2 separate regions of the Zea mays genome follow, and region 2 is linked to region 1. Evidence: chromatin contacts called from public Hi-C data. All regions are on one chromosome and are shown on one strand. The core of a region is the stretch at or near the end of the contact, and the rest is flanking DNA. Distances in the headings are between cores, read along the strand shown.

Evidence for each region. Hi-C and Micro-C count contacts between places; a contact is called where the count stands out from the background.
Region 2: a Hi-C map of tassel shows a contact between it and region 1, with 5 times the contacts expected there. The contact joins the promoter of LOC100284253 here to the promoter of LOC103626820 in region 1. A contact is called at or near these places in 2 of 25 Hi-C or Micro-C datasets (ear and tassel).

What each region holds. Positions count from the first base shown.
Region 1 is chr5:119,265,904-119,271,614 of Zm-B73-REFERENCE-NAM-5.0, forward strand. LOC103626820 (C2 and GRAM domain-containing protein) reads left to right here and starts at 4,303. Exons shown (of 10, transcript XM_008647169.3): 1 at 4,303-4,891. The coding sequence starts at 4,480.
Region 2 is chr5:119,971,351-119,977,118 of Zm-B73-REFERENCE-NAM-5.0, forward strand. LOC100284253 (F-box domain containing protein) reads left to right here and starts at 3,903. Exons shown (of 1, transcript NM_001157148.2): 1 at 3,903-5,509. The coding sequence starts at 4,011. The coding sequence ends at 5,381.

The DNA of each region.
Region 1 (5,711 bases), core at 3,053-5,552:
CAAAGGAATTAAAAGTACTTTGAGAGTCGTCTTGTTGGTTCTTATTTGGTTGTTTTAATTCTAATTAATTATAAAGTGTTGAAGTATTTCAAGTCTCAAGAACATGGTCATTTTAGAAGCTAAATAGGAGCTAAATTTTGATAGTTGTTGTTTTGGGCTGCATGTACTATTTTTGCCGTGCCATTTGTTTGATGAACTAAATTATGTTTTCTGTAGAGAAGTCATATAGAAAAGTTGTAGATAACTTTATTATCTTGCTTGTGTTAAAATTTGACAGCCATAAGTCTGATAGTTTAGGAGTTATGCGTCTCGCAAGTGCAATATCAGAATCTGTTCAGGTTCTGTCCAGATTTTAAAGATTGCACGATTCGACCCAATAAAATATAGAATCAGCTCTTAGTAATTATAAGACAGTTATAGTATATTTCATAAGCTTTCAAGAAAGTTATGGATCACTATTTTTGGTGGTCTAAATCTTCAGTTAGAGCTGTTTGAAGTAGGAGGACTGAATCTATCCAAATCTGGACAGCTGCACCTTCTTTGTATTGTTTGACTTTGTTAAGTATCGAACCAGCACGAGATGACTATAGATGTTTTGTAGATCATTTTATTATCTTTCTAGAAAGTCTTGAATCGCATATTTTGGATGTTTAAATCTCTAGTTATGGCCAAAACAAGCACGTGTTGTGCTGCTGTCCAGAAAATGAAACTGTGTAGTTAATCGCTTAGACTTACTTCGATTGGCTAAATAGACTTAGTTAGTTCTTAATTGACGAACACTTGCAGTTATTATACTTAAGTTAGCATGTGTCCATGATTAATGTGCTTGCCATTTCTTGTGTTATGTTGTACACGAACTAAGTATAAGTCTGTACCCCATGTCTTAAATAATATTAGATTCGCACGCCCTATGTTATAGAACTAGCTAGCGCTTGTGTATGAGATTTGTGATGTGTTGCTGTTTAAGTGCTTACTTCATTGTCACGTGGCACCATATGGTCTTGTGTCACTTTTATTTATGTATATGCATCATGCATCTCAATAGGTACGCTAGACGTGGAACACGTGGATGTGAAGGACGTGATGTTGGAGACAAACCCAAAGACGATGGACTGATCAAGGAGACGTTCATCGAGCGGACGTCGTCTAACAGAACACTAATGTAGTGTTTGATTCCAGGCAAGCCCCGACATCTATGTCCCATGGTTTGCAATAATTATTTTATTCACCTACCTGCCTATGATTGTTGCATTAGGTTGTAGGAGTTGTTTGGAAACAATTGCTGCATTTACCCTTAATTCTCTTGTTATCCATATCCTTGTCACCTGGGTAATTTAAGTACGCTTAAATGCTTAGACCCGCTTAGACGTTAGAAGTCAGGTGATTTCCTGTCACCTACAAGGTACTTGTGCTTACCTTATGCTTGACTGGGTAAAGTCATCGGGAAATATCAATGGATAATATGAAGTTAATATGAGACCGGACGGGATGAAGATAAGGAAACACAAGGCATGGAGGTCTTGGTGTCTACTTATACCCGTATGTGTCGATTAAGGACCGTACCGTTGTGGTCCCTCGAGTCATGTTGAACTTATGCTTATACACTTAGCTGGCTAGATAACTCATTCCGACCGTGAAGCCAGAATACTATTCCAGCCAGATTTGACGTTGCAGTGCACCTACTGGTGTGGTTGAGGAGTGACGGGGACACGACGAGATGACCCATGCTGGATGGTACGCCCTAACCCACTGGTAGTCGGGCGGTCCCTAGGTATGCTGGCCCCTATGGAATCCGCGATGTGCAGCGAGGCTGCTACTGGAATGAGTATGGTGGTGACCGTATCCCACGAAGTATTGTGGGTATGGTTTGTGTTAGGAATACCCCGCCAGCTGGTTAGTAATCGATTCGAATCGTCATCGCTCTTGGATAGTGAGCACTTGACTTGAGCTATCTCATCGTAGTAAGAACCACACCTAGAGAACCATGAGAATGGTTATATTGATATTGATTAATGACGATGACATGATTAATTATAATCAAGGGTTGGGTTACTCTTGCTTGTCTATTAATGATATACTTGCTGAATTTGAGTAATCACTAAAGCTATACTAGACATAGCAAATTGGCAAATGTCACTAGCTAATCAGGTGTTAACCTACATGTGCAGCAGGATAGGTAATAATGCTGAAATGCTAAAAGATGATTAATCATTATGATGCCCCTTAAGATGATAATAACTACATTAATTCATGTACTCTTCCAAAAGAAAAAGCCAGCTCCAGATAAAGCCTTGCATGATCCTTGGTGCCTTTTACTTTCTTATTTCCTGGTTTTGGACGGGTAAGTCTAACTGAGTACATTCGAGTACTTAGGGTTTATCCCACCATGTTGCAGGTGAAGATCTAGGCCTGCTGATGATGGTGAGTAAGTGCCGATGGGCTCAGCCTTCTATGCAATCCTCATCTCTGTTGTTTCTGGAGGAAATGTCACTGAGCTAGCTTGTATTTCAAAACTCTGGTTACATTTATAGTGTACAAAGCTATATTCTTTCAAACTAAGTTTTGTACTGACTCTCATTCCTTATTTGTAAACTTATTGTAATATTATTTCCGCTACCAAAAACTCCGGTATGTGATTGTGAATTTACTTGATCTACGATCTGAGTTGTGAGTTGATTTAATGAAGTCCTTCGGGATGCTCGGCGATCTACCGGATTTATATGGGCTCAAGTATGCAAACAACTGTGGAAGCAGATGTTTTTGGTACTTGTGCTCTTATAAATTGGGCGGTATCGTTCACAACCATCTTTTGTAAAATATCCCATCAAAAAGTTCACTTGGTTTTAACGCAACAACAAAACCACTAACAAAAAATTGTCTAATATCAGGTTTTTGGATTGTTAGAGAATTATGCATTTTCAGTTTTAATTTAATTTAATTTAGAAAACTAGTGTGATGTATGTGCCGACATGTATGTGCATGTGAGTATGAATACTCACATAAGCAGTAAACAACAGTTAAACATGCACAATTACTAAGAAGAATGTACCCTGTGGAGAGACCGATGCTCAAGGCATCAGTGGTTCCATTCACACGAGACATCTTGTGTGTATGTTCGATGTAGTCGTACGCAGTCGATGCAGACAGATGTACGCAGTGCAGTCCCTCGAACGGCGTCGGCGATGAGGAACATGATCAGCGCTGGTCGAGCGGACGAAGCGAGCAGTCGTGAGTACGCTCCCCAAAAACCTGATAGCCCGCACACCCGTGCAAGTGTAGCTCTGCAGACGACGATTTCGGAGTCCTGTTCTCCCACTTACTCTGTGTTCGCAGAAGGTGGGACAGGAATAGACGGTGTGCAACTCGTCTGAGAATCTGTTCTCGTGTAACCAAAAGCAGCCTCACCTGCTCCGTATTTGTACACGCGCAGAGGGAGGCGAACAGACAGTAACAGTCGCCATCAGAGCTATCGTTACAGCCAGCTAGAAACTAACGCTATTGGAGACATCCGTTACTAGTCGACGACCATTACAGCTCGTCCGTTACTAGCCATAACACAGGAAACGGCCAGTAACAGACGACAGTAATGGACGGTCATCACTCCAGGCAAAATGCACAACTGTTAGGAAGGAATATTCGGACCAAAGTCCGATCTGCCACTGCCCGGCCTAACCCGGCGGCGCGCGCGCGACAGTCCTTCAACATTTTCTCAACTTCTCAATAAATACACCAATGATACACATATTTAAGTTGATTGATTTGTACCTTAAACTTTCGGTATGATACTAAATTATTAGTACACTGTAGCATTAAAATGAGCCTGTAGCATTGATTATTATTGAATATTAATTTGGGACAGACCCACATTAATCCAACACATGATTCAAAATGTTAATCTTAAATATGTATACCGTATAAGTTTCTTTAGAGATAATTTTTTATTTATGAATTTTGAAGGCATTTATAAGCCTATTAAAGTTTTATACTTATCTTTTGTAAATTAGCCATTGATATATGTGATGCAAAAAAGTTGACTGATTTTTCTAACTTTAAATTCTTAAATTCTAGATTCGCCACTGATACTGATCAATGCACTGCAGCTACTGTGGGAAAATCGGAGCACAGCTCATGAATTACTGTTTATTTACCTGAGGAGAAGTTGCTGCCTCGATTAATCTCATCTATTTCAGTTTATTTATGTAAACCTGAGGCGTCCCGAGCATATCGGAACAGGCCACACGTGTTAGGCTAGAACCATACCCTCCCCGCGAATCCAACGGCCCGCGAAATGCCTCTTCCCACAAGCACGAATCATGAGGTGAGAAATGCGCCACGGGGTAAACACGTACCGAATTCAAACGGCCGCGGGCAATCCCCCAATTTCCAATTCCAGGGAGGGTCGCGAACCCTCCATTGGCCATTGCTCGATCTCTGTCCCTCTCGTCGCACCTTCGCAGCCGTCGTTCACCGAGGCCGCGGATGGCGAGGACTTCGGGCCCGCCGGGTCCCCCGGAGCCCGGCCGCCACGACGCGCCGATGCTGCTGCGCGTGCACGTGATCGAGGCGCGGGGCCTGCCAGCCATCTACCTCAACGGCTCCAGCGACCCCTACGTGCGACTGCAGTTGGGGCGGCGCCGCCCGCGGGAGACCACGGTGGTGAAGCGGAGCCTCAGCCCCGTGTGGGACGAGGAGTTCGGGTTCCTCGTCGGCGACGTCGCCGAGGACCTCGTCGTGTGTGTGCTCAACGAGGACCGCTTCTTGGGCGCCGAGTTCCTAGGGCGGGTGCGGGTGCCCCTCACCGCGATCATGGAGACGGACGACCTTTCGCTCGGTACCAGGTGGTACCAGCTCCAGCCCAGGAGCGGCGTCAAGTTCAGGAAGAAAAGGCGCGGTACACCCTACTTGCATCCGATCTTTCCTCTTGCATGCCATGGAAATCAATGCTTGATCTGTGTGATATGATTCAAAGCAGTCGAAACAGACACCAAGGAGTTGTGGGTAGGAGAATGGATGCTTGCTCTACACATGGATTACACCTCATGATAGGCGTGCTAGTGTGGTACCTGTTCAGGGAAATAAAAATCATAGGGCCTTGACTTTGATTCTGTTGTTTATAGCCAAGATTTTTTTCTACTTCCTATAGTCATGCGCCAATTCTTCCTTAGTCGAGAGATTTTCCATATCACAAGTCTTTGTCCCCAACCTGCAGCTGTTTGTTGTATCCCCATTCGGTTGAATGCCAAGGTTATTAAAACGGTAAAACGTTGGAATGCTTATGGGTGAAATTTTGACTTTTAAACATTTAAACAAAGTTTAAACGTAGTTTTAAACAACACAGGAAAAATACCAATACATCGTAATTTCAGACAATAATATGAAGTTAAATACCAAAATAGAGAGGTTAGTGGCTTACCAAAACTTCACCCATGAGCTGGATTGAACCTCAAAAGTAACTAATAGACTGGACCCAAAAGTAGCTAATGGTCTAAAATGCATAAAACACTGCGTTTTACAGTTTAGAACGCCAAAACGCTAAAACGTGGTTTCAACCTCTAATTAGAGTTTTGACGTTTAAAAACATCGTTTAAACGTAGTTTTAATAACACTGTTGAATGCTTTACTGTTGGGAAGACCCTTTCAAATTTCTGCAGAGCAAAATGCTGTGACGACTGAAGCTAGCATTATTCACTGTTCAATCATATTTCCTTGCA
Region 2 (5,768 bases), core at 2,653-5,152, 710 kb after region 1:
GGCTCGAGATTGTAAGCGGTCGTGAGGGATCCACTGCGCCGAAGTGGCAAAGGATCATCTCATAGTGAGCACTTGGTTCTTGCGAGGACCAAGGGGCAGCGATACCCTTGCGCTGGTGCTCCAACGAGGACTAGGGAAGAGTGCCGACTCTTTGATACACCGGGAAAAATTGGAGGAGTCTTCTAAACCTTGCTTTACATTCCGCATTTAATTCAAGCATTTTACCTTGTTTATTTGTTTAGCAAGTAGTTGAAGCAATGTCTTAGTATTGTTGTCTTTCTAGTAGTAGTCTCTTATTGCTAGTAGTTGGGTGAAGTTGGGCTCTTGCTTAGGGTTTAATAGTTGTTGATTTTTAGAAAAGCCAAATTCACCCCCCCCCTCTTGGGCATCATGATCCTTTCATCCACCAAGAGTAACTCCTCAGCATCAAAGTGGGGAGGTTTTCCAAGAGGTATAGAAAGCAATTAGGCATTGGAATTGTGAGAAATTTGAGAGTAATTAAATGGAGTACGATTGACTTTAGATTTAACTGGTTTTCGTCATGACGTTTGGAGGAAGATTATTCGCTGGTTGAAGAGGATGGCGATGTAAAAGAGTCTGTCTCATAGTAGATGATCTTCTTGATTCACTTCTTCTTGCCATCCTTCTTTGAGTCGACAAGCTTCTCATCTTTTGTCTTGTCCGACAAAGGTGTCTTGCCCTTCTCGGTGTGGTTGTCAACCACCTTCCCCTTCCTTTTAGGATCTTGTCCCCACATCACTTTGAGCGGTTAGGCTCAACAAGAAGTGTTGGGCTCCGATACCAATTGATAGTCACCTAGAGAGGGTGAATAGTTGATGCCTAAAAATCACAACTTTAGACAAAAACTTGATCCAAAATGAGTGTTAGAGCAAAAAGAGATCAAGTTAGAGTGAGATAGAGGACATGTTCTTGCACTTGATAGCTCTCAAAAGGTTGTGGAATTAACTTGAACAATATTACAAGTCAAGAACTAGAGAATAGAGAGGAAGAGCAAATCGCAAAAAAATTCAATCACAAGAGATAAGGCGATTTATTCTGTGGTTCGGTCAAGCCTCAAATGTTTGCCTACTCTATGTTGTGGTGTCCCAACGGATGAGGGTTGCCCTGGACCCCTCTCAAGTTATCCAATGATCAACTTGAGCCCATGGCCTTCCATATACTTTTCCCATCGCAAGGATCTCCACAACTTGGAGTCTCTTGTAGCCGTACACAGTTTGATGAGAGTTACAACTCTAGAATAGCAAGAGGGAGAATAAGAACCCACATAAGAGCAAAAGAACAACACCACAAAGCCACAACACGAACGCACAACTATAGTATAGCACTGTCTCACTAGAATGAGTGCTCGGATCGCTTCAGTATGTCTCATAAATACGTATGAGTGAAGTACTTGCTCTTGGTATGCTTGGTTTATAGTGGAGGTTGAAATGTGGGTCTATTTATAGCCCCAATCTTCCACATAGTCGTTGAACTTGCCTCCAAAAACTACTCTACGCAATGGCGCACTTGACCGGTCTTGTGCACCGCCGGACCAGGAACAGGGACGGGTCCTCCAGGATCTTGACTAGAGACTTCCAAAACAGGCTAGCACTGGATCGGTCTGGTTCACCATCGGACCGTCATGTATTCTGTTGAAGTGGTCGTTGTGCACCCGAAGTAGCCGTTACTACAAGGTTCAGTGCACCACCGGACCGCGCGCACTAGTGGTCCGATGAATTTTATAAATAAAATTCTGAAATAAGCAGTTTGTATGGAGGCGGGGTCTGGTGCACCGAACCCTAGGTCTGATGCCCCAAGCCTTGAGGACTTCTGGAGGGGCTCTCTTGTAACTCGATCGGGTGGACCACCGGACCATCTAGAGTCCTAGATCATCCCATATTTGGCTGTTTTGAGCATGTCGTTTTGACTGATCTTGGAGGCTTCCCTGTGACTTAGACAAACATTGTTAGAGTATAATTAATTGAACTAAGTCAAGAGAACTCACATGTTCCTTGTCTTTTCATCAGAATTTTCTATTTTGGCTCAAACTAAGTCCAAAAGCACCTTCCTCAAGAAAATGAGTTAGAGATCAAACCAAAGTGCGCTAGAAACATTTTAATAGGTGTGTATAACATATTTAAAGGTACAAACCTCCTAGTTTTATCATTTTTCACAAAGTTGCACTTCTTGTCCTCGTTTAAGCTCATTTGGACTTATAATCTTCAAATTACGCTCGACTGAACTTATGCTCATACACTTAAGGGCCTATTTGGCAACCATGTTTCTCAAAACCATGAACTTACAATACTATACTTTGCAATTGTCATGGCAATAACGTAGTTTTGGTAGCTCCAAAAATACCATGGTTTTGAGAAACATTGTTTGGATACAACATAGTTTTCAGAATTGCAACCAAACACGTTAGGCATAAAATACTACAGTATTACCCAAAACCATGGTATTGTATAAAAACTGCAAAAATACTTTGCTCCCAAATAGGCCATAATAAACAAATTAGTCCAAGATGTTTTGTTGGTCATTCAATCACAAAAAAGTAGAAATGAATTAATTGCCCATTTTCCTTTCAATAGCGGAAAAAAGAAATTGGACACTAATAGAAATGGTAATGAGTATGTTGAGTTATTCTAGTTTACCATTCCTTCATTGTGGGTGGCTCTTAGCTTAACAAATTTTACTCCGCAAGCATATGGAGACTGGTGTAGCTTTCACTTAGGAGTATTGTAGGGTATTGTATTATCCACGAGGAAGCATCAAGAAGCAAACCAATTCATCATTCATCTAGCTACTACTAATTCTTTCATATCATTGGATCTACATCAAACATATAAATAATTTGAATATGTAATATATAATTTTTTCTGTGTTGTGCTTAGGCCACCACAGCACGATGATGGGCTCACCGTGCATTTGAGCATCCCATATATAAATTTTTTATATTTGGGTCAATACGACATGGCACGAAATTAATATGTACTGTCCCGGCTTGAAATAATTTAGTCCAAAATAGGATGGACCCAAGTTATGACGTAATTTAGTCCAAAATAGGATGGACACAAGTTATGACGGCGAGGAACGTCCTAACTTTGAGCAAGGAACATCCTAACTTTGAGCACTAGATGTAGAGGATGAATAAGTGTATTCTAGACTTCTTTACTGGTCGGGTCTACAGGATAGAATTTTGAAACGGAAAGGCTAGAAGGATGATGAAATAATGTTGAGAAAAAAATCGAACCATTGGCATATACACCTATTTATTTTTTAATGTCTTGTATATAGTTATAAACTTTTATAATAAAAAAATAGACCAATAATATCTATAATTGTTCAAGAGCTTGTTTGAGAGAAGGGGCTTGAGGGGACCGAAGAAGAGGGTTCGGAGGGGATTGAGGTCTTGTTTAGGAGTAAGGAGATTGAAGATGCTAAAATCACTTCCTATTTTAAATAACACAAGGATTTTAGTCTCTTTGATCCCCTTTAATCCCTTACTCCTAAATAAACTTGGATAAAATTTTCTTTGAATAGTAAGGATGTTTTAGAAGGCTTGTTTGGTAACAAGGAAATTGGAAGAGATCGGTGAGAAGAAAATCTATTGCTATTCAAAATAGAGATTTGCTCCTTTATTATGAATCTCCTTCGGTTCCCATAGGACTCGATTTTTTTCTACTCCTCCTAAAGAAACCCTAACCTTTTGAATGTCTTATGGAATCTCAAACTTTTTAAGTTGAACAAGAGGAAAATTTGTATTATGTTCAACTTCTATATAAGTGTATATGGGCCCACATGACACGACTTTGGCGATTCGCCCACGCAGCCGACCACGCCACAAACCACAACTCACGGCTCACTTTGGATAAATTTATTAGCCCGCGCGGCCCGCACGCATCCAGCTAGCTGCTCACGCCCGCCACGCCTCTCTTTGTCTCTTTCACCCAGTGACAGCGCACAGCTCCCAACCTGCTCGAAGCTCGGCTCAGCCGATCCAGTGCGCCATGGCCGGCCGCGAGGCAGGCGACTGCGGCGGAGAGGAGCCGGCCCGCGAGATCCCCGACGACATCACGGGCGAGATCCTGCTCCGCCTGCCGTCGCGCTCGGCGCTGGCGCGCGCCGCGGTGGCGAGCTGCGCCTTCCACGCGCTCGTCGCCTCCCCGCGCTTCCTCCGCCGCCACCGCTCGCTGCATAGGGATCCCGGATCGCTCCTCGGGGTCTTCACCTTCCCTCTCGTCCCCGACGGCGGCAGAGGTGGAGGCGACGGCTCGGGCTTCCACCCCACCGAGCCCCCGCACCCGGCGGCGTCCACCGCCAGCGCCGTCGCCGCTGCGGCCGACTTCTCGTTTGGGTTCCTCCCAGCGGACCCCTCCGCCACGGCTGGGTCTGAGGCTGCCGAGTGGATGGTCCGGGACTACCGCGACGGCCGCTTCCTCCTCGACCGCGTGCCTTCGGGAACCGGGAGCACCGTCTTCACCGAGCTCGCCGTCTGCGACCCGCTGTCCCGACGCTACGTCCTGCTCCCGCCCATTCCGGAGGACCTCGCCGACACCGTCCACAGCGTGCTCACCGTCTTCGGCGGCCGCCGCGCGTGCGAGCCCTTCCTCGCGCCCGCCGAGACCTGCGGCGCGGACGACGTCGACGCGGACCCACCTCTCACCGTGTTCTGGACGGCCCGCTCCCCGAGGAAGATGGTGGCCTTCGCCTTCTCGTCGCGCGACGGACGATGGCGTGCGCTCGAGTCGCCGAACTGCTTCATCTGGCGCAGGCACCGCTCCCCGTTCAGCTGCCCCATGGCCCCCATCAGCACCGTCTGGAACCGCCGCCACTACGCGCACGGCTGCTTCTACTGGGTGGACTGCCTCACCAGCCGCTGGCTCGTGCTCGACGGGCGCACCATGGAGCTCTCCCTCGCGATGATCCCGTCGCCGGCCGGCTACTGGGAGGAGCACGTCGCAGTCGTGGAGGCCCCGGACGGGAAGCTTGGCGTATTCGCGCACGGTTTCCACCACCCCGACGGCAAAGCCAATCTACACTACTATACGATCGTGCACGACAAGGAAGCCGCCGGCGACACGAAGCGGTGGCAGCTGGAGAAGACGATCCAGCTGCCGTGGCCGTCAGACCACCGGTCTTTCTGCCTCCGGGGCACGGCCAACGGGTGCCTCAACGTTGGCCTCATCATTGAAGTCGGCGAGAAGAAGTCGGTATTCATGGGAAGCCACCGCATCAGGGACGCCGAGCTATTCAAGATCGACGTCAAGAGTTTCCAGCTCCAAAAGATCTGCCGAGCACGGTGCGCCGGCAGTGCTGCCGGCGAGTGCTGCTGGCCATACTTCGGCTTCCCGCCGTCGCTGTCCTTGCCCACTGTGTGAGAAGCTTGATGTTACTGAGACAAAATGAATTATGTTACAGCTTCAGAGCCGTCCGTCTGTATGTAACATGTATAAGCAACACTTGTACTCGTCCAGTTTGTTTACAAATGCAACGCATACATACATACAGATAGAGTTTGTACAAAGCAAACGCGAAAGGGTCTCTAGACTAGCGATTAATAACTTTCGAGTAGCACCTCTAAGTCATGGGTTCGATTCCTATCGGGAGCTAATTTTCAGGATTGGTTAAAAAAAATCCCTTTGTTGTACCCCATCCGCTCTCGGGTTGCGATGTCCTGTGCACCACCCTCTGGTTAGACTGTTACCGAGTGGACAGTTGACGCCGCCCGGTTAGTGATAGGGGGCTAGGGTTCGAAGATTTTCTCG